Linked DNA regions of Mus musculus: region 1 is linked to region 2. The links are chromatin contacts, called in public HiChIP or PLAC-seq maps. All regions are on one chromosome and are shown on one strand. Each heading gives the region's core, a stretch centred on a gene start, on an enhancer-like site or on the middle of the called end of the contact. The rest is flanking DNA. Distances are from core to core; before and after follow the strand shown.

Region 1 (5,367 bases), core at 2,402-4,901, 610 kb before region 2:
ACCCCTGACCTGAGGAGACTCAGGGAAAACCCCATAGGTGACTCTAGGAAACAGCAGCACTTTCTAGAACTTTCTTAAAGATCCAATGCACACACAACTACAATCTGTCTCCTCCATGTTTGTCCTCTGTATTCCAGACCCTTGGAAAGACTCTTCTCTTTCAGCTGCAGTGGTCCCACGAACAGAGAATGATATCTGAGAGTTCCTCCAGCTCCTATGTAGCCAGGCAGAGATGAAGCTCTTCCTGTGATGGTGATGTCATACGAGGAACAGCAGGAGGTCAGTGGTAGCCACTCCAGATGCCCAGCGACAGCAGGTCCCACAAGCAGAGGCAGCTTTATTTCTAGCCCAACCACAGTCAACGGGTGGGTGAATAGATCTGGGGCTGAGGCAGAGGGAGGCACACTCAGGTGCCTACTCCAGACCTTACAGAAGAAGTGGTCTAACTTGATATCCATCATCATGTTTCCATGGTTATCTCATCTGACCTGTCTCTGTATCAGTCCCTGGGACTAAAGGACGAGGCTGCAGAAGCCCAAGGAAGAAGAAAAGAGGAAGGTGGGCAGGCAACGATTGCTAAGAGACAGCATTGCGGGGCTGGGCTGCATGGCAACCTGGGCCTAACATAGATAAAAGGAACTCAAAAAACAAAAACAGAAAAGTCAAGATGCACACCGGCAGCCCCAGGGTTTCCTGTTTTTCTAACAAATCACTGATGATTTCCAAGAAAAGCAAGCTGTACTGCCCTGGCCCCGGCCCAGCCGCAGAATTTGCACATCTGGCCCGTGCTTCGAGAGCAGCCAGCGGTGGGCTGGGGCACAGGATGTGTCAGAACACCTCAAGACTCTGCAGCTTGAGGAGCAGGGCCAGGGGACTCCCTGCCACAGCCAGCTCGGCAGGCTTCAACCCATTACTATCTGCCTGTTCCTCCCACAGCTGCTTCAAATCCCGTCCAGTCACATTCGTCACATTACCTTCCCGTGTCAGCCTTAAGATAAAGAAACAGAAAGATCTCCATTCTCAGAGAAGCGTCTGGGGAGGGCTACGTGGGGGAGTCCCCCCACCCCCAGGCCAAACTACATTCCCTGGGAATTTCTAGTAAGATGGTGTAAGGGCTCCAGGAAAGACCACTGGAGCTGGGTTTCCTTGGCAACAGGAAGCAGATAAATTAAGCAGAAGCAAGGTCACTCAGGAAGCTTCCCACAAGGGGTCCCATCCTACCCAATCCCCAGCCTCACTGTCTGTCTGTCTGTTCTCACAGAGGTTTACAAGGCTCCCAAGTGCAGTCCTTGGAGGGATGGATGATCAGGCCCTGGTCTGGGGCTGAAGATCAACCTCCAGCCTTCTCTCTTGGCTTCCCCCAAGAAAGCGTGCCTGCTGCCTTCTGCCTGAACCCCTTCAGTAAGCTGCTTGTCTCCAGCAGAGCCCTTCCACATCCATCTCTTGCTGTTCTACCATCAAAACCCCACATTACTCTTCATGCACACTTTGACGCTCCGGGCCCTGGAAAAATGTCACCTTCCCTGTGGGGTCCTGCCAAGCCGAGGATTCCACTTTGCTCACTCAGGCTACAGGCAATCCACATCTAAGCAAGTCCAGCCTGCTGCCCAGCTCTGTCCTCCTGTACCTGTACCCCCAAAGAGGCACGACAGAGGCAGGATGTAGGCAGGGAGCTGCAGAAAGAGGAAAGGAGGGCATTTCGACGTCTTGTCCTTTCTGCCTTATTCCTATTTGGCAGGTACCTTAACTGGGGGGAATCTAATGACCACGCTACACACATAGACACATGCACCTTGCTGAGCCACATGAAACTGAGCTGCAGGCTGTGCATATCATGACTTGAATGTGGTCATACGTTACTTTCAACAGGGAAAGCACATCCTTAGGCTATGGTGTGGGGAATGCACCACTCGACAATTTGGTAGCCATGCAGACACCACAGGACACTAATGTGGGGAGAGAGCACAGGAGGCTACCTCTGGTGTGATACGGCATGCTGTCTGATAGTCAATATTTTTTGTAGGTAGAAGGAAGATACTCCAAGCTAATATTTAAAAGTAGACTATAGTCAATTCATAAGCCAGGAATAGTGACACAGATCACTTATTGTCATTATGGAGGTATTACCCCTTACATAGTTACGCACTTTGCCCTTCACATGATTAGTAGTACACCAGCATCATCACAAACCAGGGAGTAATGGGGTATGCTCCAGCTCTGGGACAGCCACATCACTAGGCAATAGAAAAATGTCAACTTCATTATAACGGTGAAGGACTACCATGGTCTATCCATTTCATTATCAATGGAAATGTTATTCAACACATGCCTGCAACCCATTATGTCCAGGGACCTCACATAGACACTGGTCCCTTACACTGTAAGAGGTTAACAAATGCATGTCTATGGAATCCCCAGCAAATGAATAAGCTTGCAACAGGAAGAGTACAGAAAAATCTCTTCTTCCCAAGAAAGGGTTTAGGGCTAGGATGCAGGCAGCTATGCCATGGAACAGTCCAGGAAGCCAGCAAGCCTTTCTCTTCCAAGGCCTGACTTGTCCCCCTCTTCCCTCACCTTGAAAGGAGGGTAGGAACGCACACTACCCACCCAGGCAGGCTCAGGCCCTTACCTATTCAGCGGGCACAGCCAGGGCTTATTGGGTTTGCTGGTAACTAGTCACTCTACACAATGTGTAGTCAGACGCCAGCTCCATGGGAATTTCCCCTGACAAACGAACAGGTCTGCTTTACCCCTGGTCCACATGCTGCTCCTGGGGACAAGACACCAACTCCAAAGCTATGCTCCTCCATCTGGCTCCTGACTGTCCTCCTTCAGCCAGGAGACTCCATGACTGACTCAAAAGGAGTTCGAGACACTCTTGTTGGCAGCAGAAGAAAGGGAAAAGTCCCTGAAAACTCACCACAGGAAAACAACGTAGAGATGGGCATGATGATACATGGCTGCAAGCCCAGGAAGCTGAGGTGGAAGGATGGTGAGTTTGAGGCCAGCCTGGGCTACATAGCAAGTTCCAGACTGGTCTTGTCTATGTAGAAAGACCTGCTTTCCAAAAGCAAAACAAAACAAAGCAAAGCAAAGCAAAGCAAAGCAAAGCAAAGCAAAGCAAAGCAAAGCAAAGCAAAACAAGAAAATAGAAGGTATTTGATAACATCATAGTACTCAAAGATGTCCATAATGGTGTCTCTAAAGTCCCTTAGACTCTAGTTCCTCAAGAAGTGGATTCTAACTTCTCTGTCCTTAAACCGAGGCAGGCCAATGACTATGACAACCAGTGAATTACAATGGAAGCAGCCTGCTTCAGCTTCTAAGGCTGGGTCATAAATGGCAAGGCAGTGACTGTTTCCTTTTGTACTTAGAATTTGCCTTGATGTGAGGAAGCCCAAAAAACCTAGAGGAGAATCTGTGGGCACCTGGATCCACAGTTCTGTTTTCCAGATGTTTCTATCTTCCCAGCTGAGGCTTCTCCAAGTGCTGAACACATCACTGGCACAGAGACACCACCCCACTTCACCAAGTCAAACTCCTGACACACCCAGAATCCACGAACTGGCTGACATTCTGCAGCGCTACATTTTGGGGCAGTGGAACACACACACCAGGCATCATCATGACAGAGACCAGGCCATGTGACAAGAAGCTGCTGAGCCACGTGTTCAGAAAAGTTTGTGAGGAAACTCAGAAAGCCACGGCGATGTGTACTAGGCAACTAAGTCACAGCAAGCCAGGGGTAAGCGAGCCCTTAGAGACTGTCCATCCTATGCTCACCTACTCAAGCAAAACCCTTTCTTATCCAGCAGATACAGCCACGAGAACAATGCTTGACGCTGTGGTAGACTCAAAGATGACTAATATACTCACTGTTCATCGCAAACATTGAGCTCTGCTCCTGCCCATGTGGATGTTACCACGTTGTAACAATCAGCCGGGCATGGTGGCGAACGCCTTTAATCCCAGCACTCAGGAGGCAGAGGCAGGTGGATTTCTGAATTCGAGGCCAGCCTGGTCTACAAAGTGAGTTCCAGGGCAGCCAGGGCTATACAGAGAAACCCTGTCTTGAAAAAACAAAACAAAAAACAAAAACAAAGAATGTAAGCACCAGGGGCTGGAGAGATGGCTCAGTGGTTTAAAAAGCACTGGCTTTTCTTGCCAAGGTCAGTTCCAGCACCTATGTGGAGGCTCACAACTATTTGCAACTCCAATTTCTGGGGATCTGATGCCTTCTTCTGGCCTCTTTGATCATTTCATGTGCATGGTGCACATACATGCATGCAGGCAAACATTTGCATGCATGAAACAAAAATAAACAAATTCTTGATTTAAAAAAGAATGCCATTACCAGGTACTCTTAGAATAGTGCCTGGCATATTTGATGGATGGATGGATGGATGGGTAGATGGATGGATGGATGGATGGATGGGTAGATGGATGGATGGATGGATGGATGGGTAGATGGATGGGTAAAATGGCAAAGAAGTCCAAACGAAGACACAGAAGGTAGAAACACATTAGAAATGAGACACTACTTTTCTTCCCTGAGTCATAAGGCCAGAGCTGAGGTCTGGGGATGGCAAGGACTTCAGTTGAATTGGAAGGTATAGCAGAATGGCATTAGACCTTTAAACCAAAGTTAAACTGTCATGCTTCCTGCTTCTCTCATCTCCTGGAAGATCACAGAAAATGGTGGAAACTGCTGTCTTTGATTCTGACCACAGAGCAAGCTTTTACAAAACAGAAGTGAGAGGCAAACAGGGAGGACATGACCACATCACCCTAGACCTTGTAGTACTCACCGAAGACAATGCTAGGTGCAGAGGTTTTGAGGAAGCAGATTTCCAAGAGGCTGAGACGTGAGAGGAAAGAACACTGAAAACCAAAGCCATGTCATGCAGGCATGTGGTGTCACAGGGGATGGTGGGGGGAGTGGGAGAAAGGGCATGTAAAGGAGCCAGTGGGACTTCCTGGGCCTTAAGTACAGATGGAAGCCAGGACCCCAAACAAGAATGTGCATCTACACTGTAGGCATGTTACAAAGCAAGGTTTGAGAAGGACATGGAGGACCCTGCAGAGGGCCTGCCCAGTTGTTCTCAAAGTCTAAACAGGAGATGTCCACCTCTGGCATTTGGAGGTGCTTTCATGAAATTGGATCTCCACCTTCCTTGAGGGGAGCCTTAGGAAATGTGTATTGAGGGTTTAGGACACGATGAACCTCCGAAGACATTGAATTCTCCAATTTTCATGGTTGGGAAGAGTGGCCCCTGAGTAGTTATCACATAATGTCGCAGAAACAATGAGAATTCCCAAAGAAGACAAGCAGCCCTGTAGAAAAATGGACAAAATACTTGAGCCTAT
Region 2 (4,762 bases), core at 1,818-4,317:
TGGTCACAAAGGATTCGAGTCAGTAACAATATGAAAACTGAAAAATCAGACTTTGGGATGACTTGGTTTTGGCCTTGAGAATACAGTCCAAATGGCATAGAGAAAGAGTTAATATAGGATGTGCTCACAGGGAGCTGGAGGAGAAAGGATTGATTCTGGAGATGTAAAAAAACGTCTATTCTTCTACTTAGGAGCAATGGACCAACGAGATCCATTTTTAGAGGCCCCGTCACTCCGTCTGCCAGCTTTTCGGCTCATTTAATGGCTATATTTATTTTCGTCCACAGAGAACCCAGGTGTTTCCTACCTTGCACTTTTTAGTTAACTTTGACAAGTTAACTAGCAATTCTGTAAAAACCTGAAAGGCAGTGCTCACAAAGGCATTTTGATGTTGGCCTAAATCCTAGTTTCAGGTATATTCTTCCCAGTGTGTGTGTGTGTGTGTGGGGGTCTCTGAGCCACAAGTCACAGTCCTCAGCACTATGCATATGTCAGCACAGCTGGACAACTTGAATAGCAAGGGAACTGTGTCCCCAGTGTGCAGTTGTGACCTGCGGTGAGGCTAGAGATGTCTCTGTGTGCGTGCGCGCGCGCGCGCGCGCGCGTGTGTGTGTGTGTGTGTGTGTGTGTGTGTGTCTTTCTTTGTAACCTGGGCTGTCCTCCAATTCATGATCCTATCCCCTCTGTCTCCAGAGTGCAAGGGTTGTAGACATGTGCCACCAAACCTGGCCACTGTTGGTATTTCTAAAAGCCTTTGATTTTCTAAAGGTCTTTGATTTTTATGAACACGCAATGTGTTAATTAGGGGTGAGGAGCACCCAGACAAGAAATATAAGCTCATCTCCTGAGCAAAATGACCCATGTACAAATGGGAAGTCCTCAAAAAAAAAAAAAAGTGAGGCATTGCAGTAAGCTAAACAGATTCACAGTGAGCACTGTGTTCAAAGCCAAGGGCAAAAGGGAGTAAAATGCATTCTAGCCCAGATGTGGATGTCTAAGAGTCAACCGCATTCTCCATCAATGTGAGTGTTGCTCTGGTCTACATGAATCAAGTCTGTCCTAGACAGATCTCACGTCTTCTGTTCTATATTCCCCCCCCTCTCATAGCCTGTGAAGACCAGTAAACATCTCCTATGCTATAACATATTTGGGGTTCTACCATGCTGGCCTTTGTTCCTATACTTGGGTTCCCTTTCCTTCATGGCACTGACTTTTCTCCACCATCTGGGAAAATTCTCACATCACTGCTTATAAAAGTGCCTCCTGAGTACCTGGGCTGAATCCCTTTCCATTTCCCCAGAGCTCAGTTGTCCCTCAGAACCCATCAGAGACCAGCTTTATGAACTCCATCAGGTACCAAAGTTCCAGGACGCTCATATTCCTCATAAACAGCGTCTATAATTACTGGCAGGTAACCCAAGTTGCATCTCAAATACTCGCTACAATGTAAATATTTCTAATAGGGGCTGGAGAGATTGCTGAGTGGTTATCAGCACTTGCCAAGGATCCAGGTATAGTTCTCAGCATCCACAGGATGGTTCACAACCATCCACAGCTCCTGGAGATCTGACATCTTCCTCTGGCTTCCTTGAGCACCAGGCATGCACATAGTACACATCCATACATGCAGGCAAAAACATCCATGCACACAAAAGTCAACACATCTTTTAAAAAATGTACCTGTTATACCGAATTGCTGAGGGGATGATGGCAAGGATATTTATTTTTAAAGTGTCTTCCATCCATGGCTGGTTGCATCTGCAGATGTAGAGCTCACAACTCCACTCTTTATTCTCTGGGCTTCTCTTCATTGCTTATCTCCTTGTAAGTGTGGTCTGTGATCAAGAGGTCTCCAAGAGTCCAGGTGGAGCAGGCACTTAGAAATCCTCTGTTGACTGAATGAGTGGGTTGTCATGGCATCTGCAGCTTTGGGCTCCAGTGGACCTAATCTCAACAGTATTGCAGTCTCAGACTCTTTAACAGAGAGCCAGATGGGCCTTAAATTTCCAGATTTCGGCGTACATTAAAACAGCAATGCTGATCCTTAGAGGTCAAATTTCTCATTTTGGTCAAATCTTAGAGTAGCAATGAGTAGAGATGAGCATACAAGCAAGGACTTAGCGTGCAATTTTTAGGAGAAGTCCAAGGTTCTGGGTCATCTTTAACATTTATGGTCAGACGGCCCAGTCATAAAGATACCATTAAAATGAAGGATTTGAGTAGAAGGCAGACTTAGTGCTCATTTTCTCTAGAAAGTTGCTGAGTCAGGGACACCAGGAATCCTGGTTCAAAAAGATTTCCAGTAAGTCTCGCCACTCCATCAGGAAATTGTGCTGCATCTCACACAGGACTTGTTCAAATTGAAATAGTCTACCTTGAAAATACGTGTATAGCATCCTGGGAAGATTTTGTTTCTTTAGTGTCTGTATAGTGGCATTGCATCTTATGTGGGGAACATGTTGGGAAGACAGAATTGGCCTTGATGTCAGCTATGTTACACTTTAATGTCAGAGTACCCACTTTTACATAACTACAGAATCCTGAAGACAGTGCCCTATTGGTTCTTCTAGCCCTCCCTCGATTCAGACTTCTTAGTGACATTTAGTGTCTTTTCCTTTAAGGATGTCTTTGTAGTTGCCGTGACTAACTTGGCTTTCTGAGATGACCTCCTTAAGTTCTTAATGCACGCGGCAAAACAATGATCAGGACTGTGTTAGTCAGGGTTTCCATTGCCATGATGGACAGCACGACTGAAAGCTTTGGGCAGGAAAGGATCTACTTTGCTTACACAGGTTTCCTTGTCACAGATCGTCATCGAAGAAAGTCAGGAGGCAGGAACTGAAGTAGAGACACCCATCAGTTCTTTTAGAATATTTATCTGCTAATCTCTGATAATTGATTTATCATAATTGTATGCATATAAATTAAATGCATGGGCAACACCACTCCACTGCAGTAGAAGTAAAAATGAATTGCTAGGATTTGGTGGCTTGGAGGAGAATGGCCCTTATAGACTCATATATTTCAATGCTTAGTCACCAGGGAGTGCTACTGTTTGGGGAGCAATTAGGAAATGTGGCCTTGTTGGAGGAAGTGTGTCACTGGGAGTGGGCGTTGAGGTTTCAAAAGCCCATGTTAGGCCCAGTCTCTCTCTGTCTGTGTCTCTCTGTCTATGTCTCTGTCTGTCTGCCTGTCTGTCTTGCACATCAGGTTGTAAAGCTTTTAACTACTGCTCCAGTGCCAAGCCTGTTGCTTCCCACCATGATGATCATGAAGTAGCCCCTAAAACTGTAAGTAAGACCCCAATTAAACTTTCTTCTATAAGTAGCCTTGGTTGTGGTACCTCATCAAAGCAATAGAGCTGTAGGGTAACTTCAGTTTCCTAAGGCTTTACTGACCTGGGATACAAGTACAGTATTATTGAAAATGTCCTAACCCCCCCCCCCCCCCCAAGGCTCTCATTGCAGATTTCTACAATGTGCCTTTCCCACATTTCTGAGAGTCTGTATGCAGGATGGGCCTCTTAGATACTCATGTGCATATCTGCTTTGCCACTACATACTTATTCCTGCATAGAAGGTCTTCCTCTCCTATGCAAATTACTTTAAGTGAGTCCCTTCGACTTGTTCTCCTAAAAGTGTTTGACTGGTATTACCACCACCATAGTAGTAACAGTTATCAGAAACATGAATCTTGCTTATGTATTGCTTTGCCTCATATCTTTGGTGATTAACATTATGCAGAATAAGTACACAGAGAGAAGGCAAGGTATACAGATACAACTAAGGATCTCAGACTGTCAAAGTATTCAATTGTTCATATAGAAGAAGTAAAATCAATACCTGATTTCCCTTGTGTGTCCAGACTCATACTGAGGCCAGAGGAGGACACCAGGATACCTCTATCATACTTTACCTTGTGCCTCAGAGACATTTTTCAGCTAGGTTGGCAACCAGCAAGCCCTCACTATTCTCCTATTTCTGCATCCCTAAATGCTGGGGTTGCAGGCATGGGTAGGGCCGCCATGCACAGCTTTAATATTGATGCTGTGATCTATATTCAGGTCCTCCAGTTAATAATTATTTCTCTTCTTCTTCTTCTTCTTCTTCTTCTTCTTCTTCTTCTTCTTCTTCTTCTTCTTCTTCTTCTTCTTCTTCTTCTTCTTCCTCCTCCTCCTCCTCCTCCTCCTCCTCCTCCTCCTCCTCCTCCTCCTCCTCCTCCTCCTCTTTCTCTTCCCCCTCGTTTTCCTTCTCCTTCTTCTCCTCCTCCCCTTCCTTCTCCTTCTCCTACTCATTCTCTCCCTCCTTCTCCTCCCCCCAACCCCCAACCCTCGTCTCCTCTTTCTCCTCCCACCTGTGTCTGCAGTTTGGTGTGGCTTTTCTCTAGCACATATGCAGTAGAAAGTGTGAGAGGTTAGAAACATTGGCATATTACACACACACACACACACCCCCCCCCCCCGGCCAGCTGAGAACAGGTTTGGTGGCCAATTACTGGGATTTCTAGGTTCTTGTGGTCCAGAACAAGGAATTAGACAGATGTGTGGATGTAGCAGTAAGGATAGTTTATTAGATAAAAAGATATACTTTCTAAGGAGGAAGCAGGTGGATGGAAGCTTAGAAGCTCACGTAACTCAAATGGCCCTTAAAAAAAGATTTATTCATATTATGTGTATGAGTATACTGTAGCTGTCTTCAGATGCACCAGAAGAGGGCATCGGATCCCATTACAGATGGTTGTGAGCCACCATGTGGTTGCTGGG

Evidence for each region. HiChIP or PLAC-seq counts read pairs in DNA pulled down with a chosen protein or histone mark.
Region 1: a FOXA1 HiChIP or PLAC-seq map of pancreatic cancer cells shows a contact between it and region 2. The contact joins two enhancer-like sites. A contact is called at or near these places in 10 of 39 promoter capture datasets (the HPC-7 cell line, HPC-7-derived erythroid cells, cranial neural crest and 5 more) and 1 of 115 datasets of contacts at active chromatin or transcription factors (pancreatic cancer cells).

What each region holds. Positions count from the first base shown.
Region 1 is chr11:68,446,830-68,452,196 of GRCm38.p6, reverse strand. The region is part of intron 1 of Pik3r5 (phosphoinositide-3-kinase regulatory subunit 5); the gene reads right to left. Among named protein-coding and RNA genes, the nearest start is that of Pik3r5, 17 kb to the right of the region's middle. Within about 2 kb of position 3,651, at least 42 of the 459 cell types and tissues checked have an H3K27ac peak or open chromatin away from gene starts, as enhancers often do. A contact at or near this core is called in pancreatic cancer cells, where this site is marked.
Region 2 is chr11:67,838,331-67,843,092 of GRCm38.p6, reverse strand. The region is part of intron 1 of Gm40032 (a long non-coding RNA gene); the gene reads left to right. Among named protein-coding and RNA genes, the nearest start is that of Gm40032, 3.8 kb to the left of the region's middle. Within about 2 kb of position 3,067, at least 3 of the 459 cell types and tissues checked have an H3K27ac peak or open chromatin away from gene starts, as enhancers often do. A contact at or near this core is called in pancreatic cancer cells, where this site is marked.